Linked DNA regions of Sus scrofa: region 1 is linked to region 2. Evidence: chromatin contacts called from public HiChIP or PLAC-seq data. All regions are on one chromosome and are shown on one strand. The core of a region is the stretch at or near the end of the contact, and the rest is flanking DNA. Distances in the headings are between cores, read along the strand shown.

Evidence for each region. HiChIP or PLAC-seq counts read pairs in DNA pulled down with a chosen protein or histone mark.
Region 1: an H3K27ac HiChIP or PLAC-seq map of alveolar macrophages shows a contact between it and region 2. The contact joins the promoter of MTMR8 here to the promoter of AMER1 in region 2. A contact is called at or near these places in 1 of 47 Hi-C or Micro-C datasets (heart right ventricle) and 1 of 2 datasets of contacts at active chromatin or transcription factors (alveolar macrophages).

What each region holds. Positions count from the first base shown.
Region 1 is chrX:51,075,903-51,079,087 of Sscrofa11.1, forward strand. MTMR8 (myotubularin-related protein 8) reads right to left here and starts at 1,894. Exons shown (of 12, transcript XM_021080719.1): 1 at 1,690-1,894. The coding sequence starts at 1,731.
Region 2 is chrX:50,862,576-50,865,564 of Sscrofa11.1, forward strand. AMER1 (APC membrane recruitment protein 1) reads right to left here and starts at 1,530. Exons shown (of 2, transcript XM_013990913.2): 1 at 1,431-1,530.

The DNA.
Region 1 (3,185 bases), core at 644-3,143, 210 kb after region 2:
TCACAGTGCCTCCAATGAATTTTCCAATTCGTCCATTGATTCATTCACACAATCACCCTCCAAATGACATGATGGATCCAGAACAGGTACTCAAGCTCTGGCTCCATGGGACTGAAAATTGCTCCAGTGATGTCTTCTTCAGGAAAATCATGGACAAAGGGGGTAAATGTGCAAGTAACTGTGTCAGGAATGACTAAGACATGATCTAAGGACCTCCATGTTTGCTACCCATGCTGGACTTTTGCTTAACACTCTAAATTAAAACTGCTGAAAGGTTGCTAAGTTGCTAAAAGGAAAGAATAATGCTGAGAACTGGACTTCATCTGGCCTAAGAAAAGATACTTTTCCCTAGTAATGAATGAGATGCATTCCATAACTCAAGCTTACATATAGAATAAATTTACCCTCAAATCCAAATTCCTGGTAAACAACTTGTGAAAGACTGCATTAACTTCCCTCTTTTCCTGTTAAAAAACCCTTCCCATTTTCATCTAGAGGGACACTATTCTGGTTTCCTCCAGATTTTCTGTGATCCCTGAATTGCAATTCTAAGACCCCAAGTAAACTACCTTTTTGCCTCTTTACAGTTAGTGATTCCTGCAGTTGATACAAGTTACAAAAAAGCTTCCACACATATCCTTTTATTTAGTCTTCACAACCACCCAGTGAAGTGAGCAGAAAAATTTCATTACCTCCATTAGGTAAAGGAGGAGCAAAAGTCTCAGAAAGGTTAAATAAATTGTCTAAAGTCATCAACTACTAGATAAGGGTACCAGCATTCTAACTCAAGTCTCTTGGCTTCAAAATCCATGCTCTTTAGATTATAACATACTGGGCCACATCTGTTATGATAGATAGAAAAATATAAGCTTGAGACTAGTTGTAACTCTTCCCTAACAAGAGGAAGGTGGACTTAAGAGTAGAAAGAGGTAGGAGTTAGAGAGGAAAGAGTAGGGTCTGAAAAGAAAATAAGTAGAAGAGGCTCTAACTGAGGGTAAGCTATACACAGATGCCAAGTGGACTGGTAATGCCACGTCTTGGCTGTTTTTTTTCCTGGCTGAGCAGGGCCAACTCCACTTTGCTACCCTTCCTTCCTTTCCCATGGGCCAGCTTGGGGCTGGACAGATACTTTTGCCCCCCCCCCCCCCGCCCCTGCCCCAAATCTACACATGCACACCAGGGAGCTGGGGTCGGGGCTGTGATGGTCTAGGCAGTTGTTGGGGGGCAGGTCAGGGGCAGAGGGAGGTAAGAATAGGGTAGGGAAATGCTAGATAAAGGAAGTAACTCTCTGGGAGGTGATGCCATGTGGAGTACTCAATAAAAGGCTGTTAGAAGTGTGGTGCCTGTGTATAAAAGGCTGGAGTAAAGCAGTGTGTGGAGTAACAGCTGGGGGGTTGCCGGGCAGGGAGGGACTTGGAAGGCAAGCACCCGGCGAGGGGCCGGCGTCTGGTGAGAGGACGGTTTGCACAGGACCACCACTCCTCCCGCCTGCAGGTGGGTCCCAAGGAGAGGAGAGTTCAGTTTGGTTGAAAGAAGGTATGAACCATGAACCGAGAGAGATCACTCGGTCCAGCGCGGAAAAAGGCGTCAAAGAGTACCCCGAGAAGAATTGAGGGGGTGTCCCTGGGCTCGCGTCTGAGCACCAAGAAGGAGCCCGAGGCTCCAACCCAGCCGAACTCTTCCCCTTACCTTGGGCACCGTAATATGGTCCATGATCGTAGTTCCCGCCATTCAAATCTCTCAGTGCTACTCGGCCTGCTGTGGCCGCCAGCGCGTTTGCCTTTGCTGCCGCCACCACCACTCTCGCTACCTCGTAGCCCAACCCAGGATCCAGCCTGTCACCACCGGGTTCCCAGCTCTGGATCAAGCTCTAGTCACCTGATCCTCGCTGGGGTTCCTATCGCGACACTTTGTCTGTGGCAGCTTCCGCCATCTTGCTTCCTGGCAATGCCCTTTTCTTTGGGGAACCCGCTCTAAATGCCGTTCCTTTAGCAGGGGAAATTGCTAACTGTACATTCCAGCTCTCTAAGAACACTCGGTCTAAATAAAATCCAGTGATTGTGAGATTTTTCATATTTTTTTTTTAGGGAAAATCTTCTAGGGATGTAAACAGGGGGCAGAATAGTGACATATTAGTATCACAAATATTTCTAGGACTGCTTCCATTTTCTTAAGATTAAAAATAAGAGTAAAAGACTGTTATGGTTCAGACTCCAGGTTTGGCCCAGGAGTTCTTAAGTCCCAGGCTGAAGTACTGACACACTTGTCACACACCATGATGCTGTAAGGATTCTGAGCACCAATATCATTCCACTATTTTCTAATGTTAACAGTAATGGCACTCTGCAGAGATAGTGAAAGGCCAGTCGAGTGAAAATCCCCCTCTTCCGGACTCGGAAGAGGCGACACCCCAAATCACTCACGAGAAGCGGTCTTGATGCAAACAGCAAGAGGATTTTTATTCCAAGCGCGCTGGGGCCCACAGTCGTACGCCACGCAGGGGTAGAGGGGTAGAGGGGTAGAGGGGTAGAGGGGTAGAGGGGTAGAGGACTGTGGAGTCGGGACAGCTTTTATGGGGTTCACAACAAAGCCCGCGATTTTACAAACTAATCATTTTAAAATATCACAAACCAGTCAATTTAAAACTTCGAGAGCCCGCGCTTCGTGGACCAATTAATTTTAAGTTGTTCTGGAGTTACGTGTTTGTGCCTGTCCCTGGGCAGGGGAGACATATTGTCGCCAAGATACATTTATCAGGATTTTCAACATTTTGTGGCACAACCGATCTTACTGGGGTGGGTTAGGCGATTAACTTCTCCTCTTTTTATCTTATGCAAGCAGCTTTACAGAAGCCAAACAAGCAGTTAGGAACCCTTTTCCCTGTTATCTCAAGCAGTTTCAAGAAGTTTCATGCCTAGAGGCACATACTCAGGGGCCTGTTTTTCCCCTTTCACATAGTTTTGTACAGAACAGAAAGCAAGCCCTAAAACAGCAAAAAGTATGATCTTTTACCTATAGGGAACAGGGTCTGGAATTCGAGGGGCATTTAGAGCTTCTTATTAACTTCCTGGGTTCTGGGAGGGTCAGGTTGCATTTTCATCCTTTCAATAGCACAGACTACCCCGAGAGTGATAACTGGATTTCTGAAAAGCTTCCTATGAGACTTTGGGCAAGTCACCATAGAA
Region 2 (2,989 bases), core at 280-2,779:
TGGTATCCCCAGGGGTGGGGCCTGGAGTCCAAAAGCACAGCACCCTCCACCTAGCCCAGACCAATGCGACTGGCAGGCAAAACTACAGTGGATAGTGAATGTATGAGGACAAGGCTCATCTTGACCCCGCGGCCCACACCAAAAACAAGCCTGTCCAAACCGAGGCCAGCTTTGCAGGGTCAGTCCAGCTGCCGCCTGTGCAGTGGCGCGCTTGGCGGGCACAGCCCCTCATCAGCGGAGAGCCTAGGCAAAGTCCGGCAGTGAAACAATATCTGAGGTGTCAGCAGCAGACAATGACAGCGGCCCAGCAGGCTAAGTATTTTAAGTAACTAAGAAGTTGGAGGTTTTGGCTGCCTCTTTAGCTCTCTCACACACACCCAAACGGTTCGTTCCCTCTACTACAGTAATTGCTCCCTCGACCTCTGGCAGAGAACACCCCCGCGCACACACATGCACATACACAACACCGTGCTTATCGCTATTTTTAAACCGGAAGCTGGAGAGAGAAGGCGGGGGCGGGGGGGGGAGACAAAGAGGCCTTGAAGCTCTAACCCAAGGACTAGCTTGGGCTACTGCCCTAACCCAGGATCCAGCGAGAGCCGGGCTGCCAGCGGGGCGGGCACCAGATGCACCCAGTGGCTGGTTGGGCCCTCAAGGCCGAGGTCCTGAAGGGAAGTGAGAAGCCCACAGGCCCAACTGAGCTCCCCCAAGGAGGAGGCACACAATGTAGATACCCCAATCCACGACAAAGCAAGTATCCTATCCGTCGGGCCCAGACCAGCACGTTGGCTCCGTCCCCAGAGAAGTAAGAGAGGCAGGAGATGCGCAGGGGAGGGGAGGGGTGGCAGACGGCCGCTGGGGTGAGCAACACCCGTGTAACACAGCTGTTCTAGCTAAGGTGCTACAACAAAGCTGCTGAGCTCCAGGCCTACAAATGCCCGCTGGGGGTGCTGGTTGGCTGTTCCTCTCCAGGGAGCTAAGGGTAGCACGTGCGGGCCCCATCCCCGCCTCCCCCAGGAGCCCAGATGCATAGCCCAAGCTAGCTCACCGGCCTGCCCACCTCTTCTCCGCCTCTAGCCGCAGTCGCTCGCGCCGAGTACCTGGCACTGGCCCACACCGGGCAGTCCTCAAAGCGGGTTTCAAGGGGCAGCGCAGAGCGGTGCGAATGCCGACCCGCCCAGCCCTGAGAGCTCCTCTCCAGGCTGCCAGAACGGAGCACGCGGGACTGCCACCGGAGGGCGGGCAGGCGGAGACTACTGTCTGCGAGCAAAGCTTACCCAGCCCGGTCTGGTTTCTAGCCCGGTTATTGTCTGCTGCGCCGCCCTGGAGAAGGCTGGAGCCTCAGCTGCCACGGCTGAGAGCTCCGCCGCCGCCACCGCCGCCTCCGCCTCCACCTCCCCCTCCCCTACCGCCGCCGCTGTTCCAGTCACCTCCTGCACTGCCTCCCCTTCCCCAGGTTCCAGGGAGTTCCCCCCCACCCCTCCCCGGGACTCAGCCACAGGGTAGGGTATGGGGCGCCCTGATTGGCAGGTTTGTGGTCCAATCCCTAAGGTGAAAAGGCGTTCCCCGACTCGCCTACTGTTTTCCTCCGTGAGTTTCTCTTTAAATGCAAATAAGCGCGGGCGTGGTGTAGGCAGGGGGCGGAGAGGCTGCAGAACCCCTGGCTGGGACTCCCCACTCCCCCACCCCCCAACGACGGGCGGGTAGCTAGCTGCTTGGCCACACCTCAAGCTCGCGGGGCCGGTCCCGCCCGGATGGGGTTCGCGGGAGCCCTGGAGCTCGGTTTCGATTTTGCTTGCGTCCCATTTCCGTGGCGGCCCTGCAATTTGGCTGCCCTGGCAGCAACCACGCAGTTTATTCCAGAGAGGCGGGCAAGGAGGGGCGAGGGTGGAGAGGTTGGAGAGGCCTTCTGCCCCTTGCCGAGCCCAACCTTGAGCGTAGAGACTGGGCCCTGCTGCAAGCGCTACTTGGCCGCGCTGGGGAATTCACCTGCCAGGAAAGTCAATTGTGGTGCCCGCCTCCCAGCTTTCACCACCTCTTTGGCTCATGGGCACCTTAAGAAACCATCCAGTTCAACTTCCAGTTACTGAAGGGCCTGCTGCTGCCCAGAGAAGAAAAAGTACTTGCCCAAGGTCACTCGCCTTGCCCGCAACAGGGACAGATTGAAGTTCTGCCCAGGCTCCCAGTCCAAGGCTGCTTTCATTTTTCTTCTCTGTAGATACCTATTTCCGTGATTGACCCTCACCCAAATCTCCCACCTTTTACAGAACTTGAAGGGATCCCCAAAGTCTCTAGTGGCCCCCTCAACCTTCCCTAGTGGTGAGCTATGCTCTGTGCTGTTTCCTGTCCTTGAAAAAATCTGGATAGAGAGAAATATTTTGTCTAGGCCCAGACCAGAGATCAAGTCTGAGGGTGGAGTGAGAAGGCCTGTACCAGCCGTGCCACTGATGTGTCTGGGATGTGGCAGGGGGCCAGCTTGAACTTGAGTCTCTAGCTTAAGGGCATTAAATGGCATTAATGGCTGCCGGGCCAGGTGAGCTGAGGCAACAAAGAATCCAGTTCTACCACTAGCTCAAGAATATCCAGAAGGCCCAGCCCTAAAATTCTGTAGATGTCTAAAGGGGGGGGGGGGGCTAGAGAACAATGCCTGCCGTTTTTGCATTGCAGGAGGAATGTTCTCTGTTGCTTGATTGGGTCCCGTCTGCACTGAAAAAAATCCAGCTGCTAAAACTGGTAAGAGGAGGACTACTGCCCCTTGCATGTGTGGCACACAGGAAGAGACATGGCTGCTAGGGCTGGGATCTGGCTCCAGCTCTGCCTCAGACCTCCTGTATGACTTTGGCCAGTCTGTTTTACTCTGGGCCAGTGCATCAACCCATCTCCACAAGGAGACAAAATATTACAATTTGGAGAAGACAGTTTCCAAATCTGGAGCCCAGGGAAATGCAGGGCCAGGACAGTCTCAGCTGTGGGAACAGGAAGAGGAGAT